2 separate regions of the Mus musculus genome follow, and region 1 is linked to region 2. Evidence: chromatin contacts called from public HiChIP or PLAC-seq data. All regions are on one chromosome and are shown on one strand. The core of a region is the stretch at or near the end of the contact, and the rest is flanking DNA. Distances in the headings are between cores, read along the strand shown. Region 1 overlaps Ifi202b (interferon activated gene 202B). Region 2 overlaps Aim2 (absent in melanoma 2).

The links. HiChIP or PLAC-seq counts read pairs in DNA pulled down with a chosen protein or histone mark.
Region 1: a contact with region 2 is called in an H3K27ac HiChIP or PLAC-seq map of large pre-B cells, with 5 times the contacts expected there. The contact joins two enhancer-like sites. A contact is called at or near these places in 7 of 39 promoter capture datasets (the 3T3-L1 cell line, 3T3-L1-derived adipocytes, HPC-7-derived erythroid cells and 4 more) and 3 of 115 datasets of contacts at active chromatin or transcription factors (the 230-238 cell line, double positive thymocytes and large pre-B cells).

What each region holds. Positions count from the first base shown.
Region 1 is chr1:173,974,886-173,979,196 of GRCm38.p6, reverse strand. It overlaps Ifi202b (interferon activated gene 202B), which reads left to right. Exons shown (of 7, transcript NM_008327.2): 2 at 1,760-1,932; 3 at 4,051-4,311. The coding sequence starts at 1,813. Among named protein-coding and RNA genes, the nearest start is that of Ifi202b, 5.8 kb to the left of the region's middle. Within about 2 kb of position 1,581, at least 25 of the 459 cell types and tissues checked have an H3K27ac peak or open chromatin away from gene starts, as enhancers often do.
Region 2 is chr1:173,437,822-173,442,321 of GRCm38.p6, reverse strand. The region is part of intron 2 of Aim2 (absent in melanoma 2); the gene reads right to left. Among named protein-coding and RNA genes, the nearest start is that of Aim2, 19 kb to the right of the region's middle. Within about 2 kb of position 1,626, at least 79 of the 459 cell types and tissues checked have an H3K27ac peak or open chromatin away from gene starts, as enhancers often do.

The DNA of each region.
Region 1 (4,311 bases), core at 332-2,831, 540 kb before region 2:
TGAACTTAGACATGGAAGTCCTCGACTCTATGTGTGTTGGGGGCCTCATATCAGCTGGTATATGCTGTCTGTTTGGTGGTCCAGTGTTTGAAAGATATAGGGGATCCAGATTAATTAAGACTGCTGGTCCTCCTATAGGATCGCCCTTTTTCTTTCAGCCTTCCCTAATTCAACAACAGGGAACAGCTGCTTCAGTCCATTGGTTGGGTGCAAATATCTGCATCTGACTCTTTCAGCTGCTTGTTGGATCTTTTGGAGGGTAGTCATAATAGTTCCCTTTTTGTGAGCACTTCATGGCCTCAGTAATAGTGTCAGGCCTTGGGACCTACCCTTGACCTGGATCCCATTTTGGGCCTGTTGCTGGACCTTCTTTTCCTCAGGCTCCTCTCCATTTCCATCCCAGTAATTCTTTCAGAGAGAAACAATTATAGGTCAGGGGAGTGACTGAAGGATAGCAATCCCATCCCTCACTTGATGTCCTGTCTTTCTGCTGGAGCTGGGCTCTATAAGTTTCCTCTCCCTACTGTTGGGCATTTCATCAAGGGTCCCTCCCAGTGAGTCCTGAAAGTCTCTCACCTCCCTGGTCTCTGGTGTACTCTGAGTGATTCCCTCCACCCCCCTCCAACCTCCTAGTTCTTGAGGATGCCTATTTACATTCTTTCTGCAGGCCCTCAGGGCTTCAGTCCTTTTTCCTCACCCAATAACAGATCAGCCCCTCCCCCATCCACTTTCCCTCCCAAGTCCCTCCCTCCCTCCCTATTTATGATTGCTTTCTTCTCTGTCCCAAGTGGGACTGAGGTGTCCTCAGATGGGCACTTCAGCTTATTGAACCTTTGGAATTTTGTAGACTGTATCTTGTGTATTCTGTATGTTTTTTGTTTTAGTTTTGGTGTGTTTTTTGGCTAACATCCACTTATTAGTGACATACCATGTATGTCCTTTTCCATCTGAGTTACCTCACTCAGGATATTTTTAAGTTCCATCCATTTGCCCGCAAAAGTCAGGATGTCCTCGTTCTCACTAGCTCAATAGTATTACACAATGGAATGCTACTCAGCTATTAAAAATAATATCTTAATCAGAGAGAATGTTAAATGCAAAGACAAACACAACTAAAAGTTGTAATTGAAAAAGCTATCTGTAGTAAATGTCCAATACAATTATAACACACATTTCATCCCAGAAGAGCACTTACTCTCTGAACTAATGTAGTTACAGAGCAGTGTATTATATGTGTAGGGTGGAGAACATGGATTTGCAGGTGTGAGTAAGCCATGAAGGTGGAAAAGAGATCATGAATTGGATGGAAGAAGTCATAAGAGAGGGTAGAAATGGTAGGGGTGGGTGAATACATGTGATTAGAAAGCAGAAGTGGGGACAATCTTGTATAGAAAAGAGGAACCTAGCAAGTACTGGCAGTAGGGCATAAAGATGATATCAAAGAGTGAAATAATGAGAGCAAATTATTTAAAACATATATGCAAGCTGAGGTTTGGGATCTTTGTTAGGGTATACAGAATGTAGATGGTAAAGTTATCTGAAAATATGCCATCATTTCAGTGAAATATTAGAGAGCAAAGATCTGTGAAAAAAACTAAAGGAAAAACTGCCAGTAATCTCATGACTTTAAAATTAACTATCAAGGTATAAAGGAGAGCAATCTTTTTTTTTTCTTTTCTTTTCTTTTCTTTTCTTTTCTTTTCTTTTCTTTTCTTTTCTTTTCTTTTCTTTTCTTTTCTTTTCTTGTCTTTTTAAACAGAAGAACTCAATCAAAAAGTCTGTATCTACAGAAAGAGACATCTGTCCCAGGCAATGTCCAACCGTAACTTAAGGTCATCTACCAACTCAGAATTTTCTGAGGGTCAACATCAGACCCCTTCCAGTGATTCATCTGGCCATGGGGAGGATCAACCTCAAGCCTCTCCTGGACCTGTAAGTCAACTCAGATGCTTGCCAGGAATTCACTAAAGTCTCCCAGCCATTCCTCATCAACTATAATAATTTGCTGTTTCCATTATGAAGTCTTCAGAATGTAATCACAATGGTCATAATCTTGAAAGAGTGTCTCTAGCCTCCCTCTAATTTATTTCTTTAATGATTTCTTCATTCACCAGGTGTGTATTTTGAAACACTGATTGCATCGGTACCTTTTGTTGCATTATACCATGACATCAGAACTCTGCATGTAGCATATCAGAGTGGAAGTTAGAACATGAGGGCCTTAGGCACATCTACTTATTTGTAGTCATAGTAATGACAGTGATATAATTAGAAACATGTATAAGCCCATGAGAGTGTAACTTGATCTAATATTTATTTTGCTTTGGATGACGTCAGCTTTGTAAAGAAAATTTCTAAGAGGATTTGCATTTAGAAGATTGTTCCTTGATTGATCATCAATATAAAAAAACAACTAGAGATAATGAATATCACAGTTATAAGAAAGTGTTTATATACCAACATACCTTTAATTTTAAAATAAAATTTAGGATATTTTAAAGATTTATGTCTTATAAATTTATAAAAGAGTATTGAGGCAATAGATAGTATTTCAGATGTTGCAGTAGGTGGGAATGAACACAAAGACCCATAATTCAGACTTCAATAAGATGACTTCATCAAATCATTCTCCTCAAGAATCAGGGATGTGTATGGGAGACAAGGATGAAAGATTATAAGAGCCAGCGATGGTGGATGACTCCAAAGAAACATTGTCTTTCAGATAAACAAGACTAATTCACATATAAAATAAGAGACTGTGGCAACACACATAAAACAGCACAGATTCCATGCAGATGGGAACCTGGAACTATCCAAATCCCTCAATTAAAATTCATATAATGTTTAGGGGCTACATCAGTATTTGTGATTCTTTATTAAATAATTCATTATTGATTTAATGTCTAATTACAACAAACTCAGTTCCTCTTTCATTGAATATGCTTGATATGTGTGCATTAAGGTTCATTTTGTAGTCTTCACCAGAGTCCACAAATTTATTTTCTGCAAATCATAATATTATGAAATTCGAATCTAGTCATTACTACATGTTCAATTTTATATAATTGGCACTAATAACTCAGTTGCTTTTTTTCTAATGTTATACTTCTGGTGACTGATCAAAAATTAAGTTCCAGTTGAACACTACTCATTCATAGGTGATGACTTTGTATGGCAAGCTTGACCAGACCATTAACATCCACTTGGGTCTGTGGAGACAGCAACACTATCTCCATATATTCAAAATCTATGAATATCATAGGTTTTCATTGCTTTGCATACTGTCTCATAGTTAGGTAATCTTCTCTACATTAAAATTCTCCATTGAAATCTAGTGAACTCAGACCACTATACAGAAAAGTGATTAGATCCTATCAATATCTTTCTGGCTTTTACAAATCATTGCTTTTGAGGAAAACTCTCTATCCATGTGTAAGGACATGGCTCTAACCAAAGTTACTCTACTTGGACCTATTTAAAAAAAAACACCTAATGGATTTTGTCATCATTTAATTATAGAAGATTGGTAGCTTTTGTGGAGATATCTTGTGATTTGCACCTTCAGAATAATTCCCAGAGAGTACAGTGGTAACTAAAGGTCTTTAACAGTTTTATGCTATATGATAATTTTTCTTAATTTTCAACTTTTATATTCTTTGGCCATAGAGTAAAGGTTATATTTGCATTCATTTTATTTTTTTAAGTACTTCATTAAATTGTCCTCAAAAGGGTATGCTGTTTTTATGCTCAACATTTGTGTTTGTGTGTGTGTGTGTCTGTGTATGAGTGATTGAGTGTGTTTGTGTGTGTTAGAAGATAACTCAGATTTTCACTGAAAATGTTCAAATATCAGTGGGTGAAGCCCATTCCTTTAATTCATTGGCCTTTTGTCCAACTTAAAAAAAAAATCCTGTTTAGCTTATCTTTAGTTTTACAAATACATAAAAATTGTTGGAAACAATGTTGAGATTGAGATTTGTCTTATGTAAAGGTTAATTTGTATTTGCTGCTAAACTTATATGTTTATATCCCTGTATTTTTTCAATGCAGAACAAAAAGTCACACACCCCAAAAAAGAACATTAGCAAAGGTGCTGTTCTTCATGAGAAACCCATGACAGTGATGGTACTCACTGCAACAGAACCATTTAATTATAAAGAGGGAAAAGAGAACATGTTTCATGCTACAGTGGCTACAGAGAGCCAATATTACCGTGTGAAAGTTTTCAACATGGACTTGAAAGAGAAGTTCACAGAAAATAAATTTATTACCATTTCCAAATACTTCAACAGCAGTGGCATCCTAGAGATC
Region 2 (4,500 bases), core at 377-2,876:
AGTTACTGGAGCTGGGATGAAATGAAGACTCGTAGTCAGTTGCTCAGAAACACATCCATCACTTCTGTTCGCACCTATTGTATTCTGCTAAGATGCCCATTTTCTTGCTCTTGCTATGCCTTGCCTTTTTAGAACATCTGGGAATAATTCTTTACCCAAGATACAAACCATTTTTTTTTAATTACGTATTTTCCTCAGTTACATTTCCAATGCTATCCCAAAAGTCCCCCATACCCTCCCCCGCACCACTTCCCTACCCATCCATTCCCATTTTTTTGGCCCTGGCATTCCCCTGTACTGGGGCATATAAAGTTTGCAAGTCCAAAGGGCCTCTCTTTCCAGTGATGGCCGACTAGGCCATCTTTTGATACATATGCAGCTAGAGTCAAGAGCTCTGGGGTACTGGTTAGTTCATATTGTTGTTCCACTGATACAAACCATCTTTAAGGATACAGGAAGATTAATCAAACCCTAGATGGTGGATCCTACAATTCTCCAACCCCATGGTTCCTATTTCTTGTTCATCCCATCCTTCCCTGAACCTGTTACACAGCTCAAAACACACCTAAATTTCCTTCCACAGAAGGATCAATAACATCAAATTGCTCAAGATTCTTGCTGCAAACAACAGAATTGACTCCAGCTAGCTTAATAAAGTCTTGTTTTCTTAAAAATAATAACCTCAGAGATCAGTAAAGGATAAAGGAACAAAGTCTGGTCTAAACTCACAGAAAAAGGCTCCCCACCCCTCCCCCCACCCACACATCAAACCACACAGTGAAACTGTTCTGAAGGAGGAAGCTCACTGCTGCTGTCACCTGCAGAATGCCAGGATCTGTCTCCACAGCCACTGCTAAAACTTCAGCACCAATGCTGCCTCGGTGTCAGCAATCCTATTGCAATTTCAGTTGCTGCCTGAAAGCTAATCACGCCTAAAGGAGCCATATTGGCAAGGGCTATGCCCTCCATGTTTCTGGTCCTTATACCAAAGACGTCAGACTCAAATCTCATCTGGAAAGCACCCGTTAGGGCAAGCCCTTGTCTGCTCCAGCCATCTGCACTGCAAAGGAAGCTGAAAGTTGGACTTACTTCTGGGTTGGGGAGGTAGGACTATTACATGTGAATTATTTGTAAGATGCTGGAAAGTCCCAAATGTGACATGTGCCCAGTAAAAACACAAAAAAGAAGGGGGAGGAGGAGGAGGAGGAGGAGGAGGAAGAAGAGGAGGAGGAGGAGGAGGAGGAGGAGGAGGAGGAGGAGGAGGAGGAGGAAAAGAAAAACCTATTTAAAAGAGGTAGAGATTTGAAGGCTAAACCCAAAATGCTGGGTCAGGGAAGCATTCAAAAAGTGTCATTGATACAGAAAAACAGGAAGAGGAGGAGCAGGGCAGGGCAGGTGATAAGAATGTGGGCTGCGTGCAAGAAGTGTTAAATTTGAGGTACTCATGAGATATGTAAATAGAGAGATTTAATTGAATTTATGAACCTGGAGCTTAGATGAAAGGTCAGAACTCTGGATAATGCAAACTGCATTAGAATGCAGATGGCAACTGATGCTGTGGAGAGGATGTGGCTAAGGAGGGAGGTGAGGTGGAAGCACCCCCTAGAGACTCAGGGAGCCATGGCACTGGGCAAAAGAGGAGCAAGGGAGGGAGACTGAGAAAGAAAGGTCAGAGCACTAGAGAACAGAAGCACAAGCTAGGGGGTACCAGAAGGCAGGATAAAGAAGGAGGATGGGGATCAATAGTGTAGCATACATTTGAAACTTGAGAAAATAAGACAGATCTCAAAGGTTCTCACTATACCCACGGTAAAAAGATATCTATGTAGGCAAACACACAAACACATACACATACACCATACACACACACACAGAGAGAGAGAGAGAGAGAGACAGACAGACAGAGAGACAGAGACAGACAGACAGATTAATTTTGTTCTATGATTATCATTTCACAAGATATGTACACATGAAGATACTACATTGTGTCCTGTTAACGCATACCCATTATCTGTGAATTATAGCTCAATAAAGGCAGCGAGTGGAAGGTTTCAGATCTTAAAAGTTCTACTAAGATTTAGGAAGCATACAGGTGGCTATTGCCTGATTTTCCTATGATATTTTCTATAATTTTCACCCCTCGTATCCTGACTTCTAGTCTAGGTTGCTTGGCGGATGCTGGGCCATACTGTCCTGAAGCAGAGATGAACAGAGACAGGAACAAAGCAGAGATACTGGCCTTTGAGAAAGCTGTAAGCTTCTGAAACCGCAGGATCATACAGCTTTGCTACCAAGTGGAAGGTTCCCCTTGCCTTCTGCCTGCACACAGGCTTTGTTTCTAGTGTGAGCTGTCCCTGCTCTCATGCAGGGGCATATGCCTAGGACCGTCAGGTCAGTGGTCAGGCCTTCCTCACATCCCTCAACCCCCTGTACTGAACCCTGCTGCCTTGGAAATCTTGCCATTCTGTGCACCCCCTTCATTTGATCTCTACAGTTCATCGCCCAAGCCCAAAGCCAGGATTCCATGATTTTCCCATCATGGTCACATAAGACACAGAAGTTCATGATATCTGCCACCCTATCAAACAAATGAAAATAAACATCAGCTTGGATGACCTTAAGTCTCACGGTCTTATGAAGTACCTACTCCATGAGACTACCTGAGTGTATCTGGTGGCGGGGGTGGGTGTGGGGGTGGGGAACATTATGAACATCGAAAGAGTTTATATAGTTAAAAGACTAAGAAAGACAATAAAATACTAAGACAAATATAAAACATTATATTATAGCAAACACTGTGCACTATTACTAGTATTAGGAAATTTTTGTGTTGTTTCTGCTATTTTCATAAAAAGGCAAGCTATAGAAGCATAGGGCATATTCAGATATCGTTTATAAACAATGTAAAAATCAAGCCAGCCATGGTGCTGCACTTAAGGGGTGGAGGTGGCAAGGTCACTTCAAAACCATCTTTGGCTACAAAGGAACTTCAAGGACAACTTGGGCTACACAAGTCCATATTTTAAAAACTAACAATGAGCAAAGAGAATGCGATATACTGAGACCTCAACCCACAACTGTTAAGTGCACGAGTTTTACTAATATCCATAAAGCCATTCCATGCTCAACTTACCAGGATTGCTTACCATGTCCGCTTAGTGTGACTCATACTTGGGACACCAGTGAAAAATGAAGTCAGAGGTGACATAGGAACATGTTGGAAAGTAAGGGGACTCAGTTGACCTCTGATTCTGCAATTACAGTCTGTATGCAAGGACCATCCCTTTGCTGAACTTCAGGATACATGAGGATAAGAACAGGTTTTCTTTTCTGGTTTATAGCCCAACATTTGTAATAATCATTTGCTAATGAGATTTTAATGATAAAAATCCATCATACCGTTTCCGTATATAAAAGACAAGTTCTTCTGCTGCAGTTTCCTTCACAATTAGAAACTTTCTACTTATGCTTGCCGGTTCCTTGTCTCTCACCTATCATGTCAGGTGGGAGAAATGTTACAACATTATGAGAAGAGCCAATGTACTTGGTGATGAAACAGAGAACTGACAGTTACGGAGGCTTCAGGTGGGCAAAAGGACAGGACAGGGAGACACAAGGACAAAAGGACAAAAGGACAAAAGGACAGGACAGGGAGACACAAGGACAAGCACAGAGTCGTTGGGATATACTCAGACTAACAGAGGGTCCAGAGGAATGAAATGGCCCTGACAAGCACAGCAACATGGTATGCGCAAGTGTGCACATTCAAATATGTATATGTATCTGCATGTGCATGCATGTGTGTGTGTGTGTGTGCGCGCATGTATGCATGTGTGCATAAGATAGAATCTTTGTCTCTGGTATCTGATTCCTGTATCCTCCTGTGAATTGCCCAGGATGTTTTATCAATCATGTGGCATACCTGAACATCACAAATATGAAAGTACCTAACACACTAGGATTCCCATCAGCCAATGCAGTCTATCGTTTATTGATTCCTGGTATCAAAAACTTCAGCCTGATTTTCTAATTAAATTCTAAAACATGTGCTTCTGCAGATTGGTACCCAACACCTCACTTTATGTCAATAAAGCTGTGATGTCCAAATACCAACTGTCTCTATTCTCTCTGTTGATAACTAAAATGTATACACACATGCATACATACATGCATACATGGATACAGGCAGTCACATACATATGTATCTGCTTCTCATATTTTATTTATTTGTGTCATTATCCTTGCTTTGTCTTTTATTTAAAGTTGACATAAAATTCTTTCTTAAACTCCTGGTTGGGAGTTCTTACACAGGACATGATACATGATTGCCATAGTCTGGGTGACTTTTTCTGGCTTGGAAGGTCACCGTCTCTGAACCTCTCACTTCAATGGTTACAATCATTGTTTCAAGTGATTGATTACCCCTAACAATCCTGCAAAGTTATATCATATCCATTTTGAAGATAGGTAAAGAGAGGCTTAGGTTTGTTGTGTGCATGG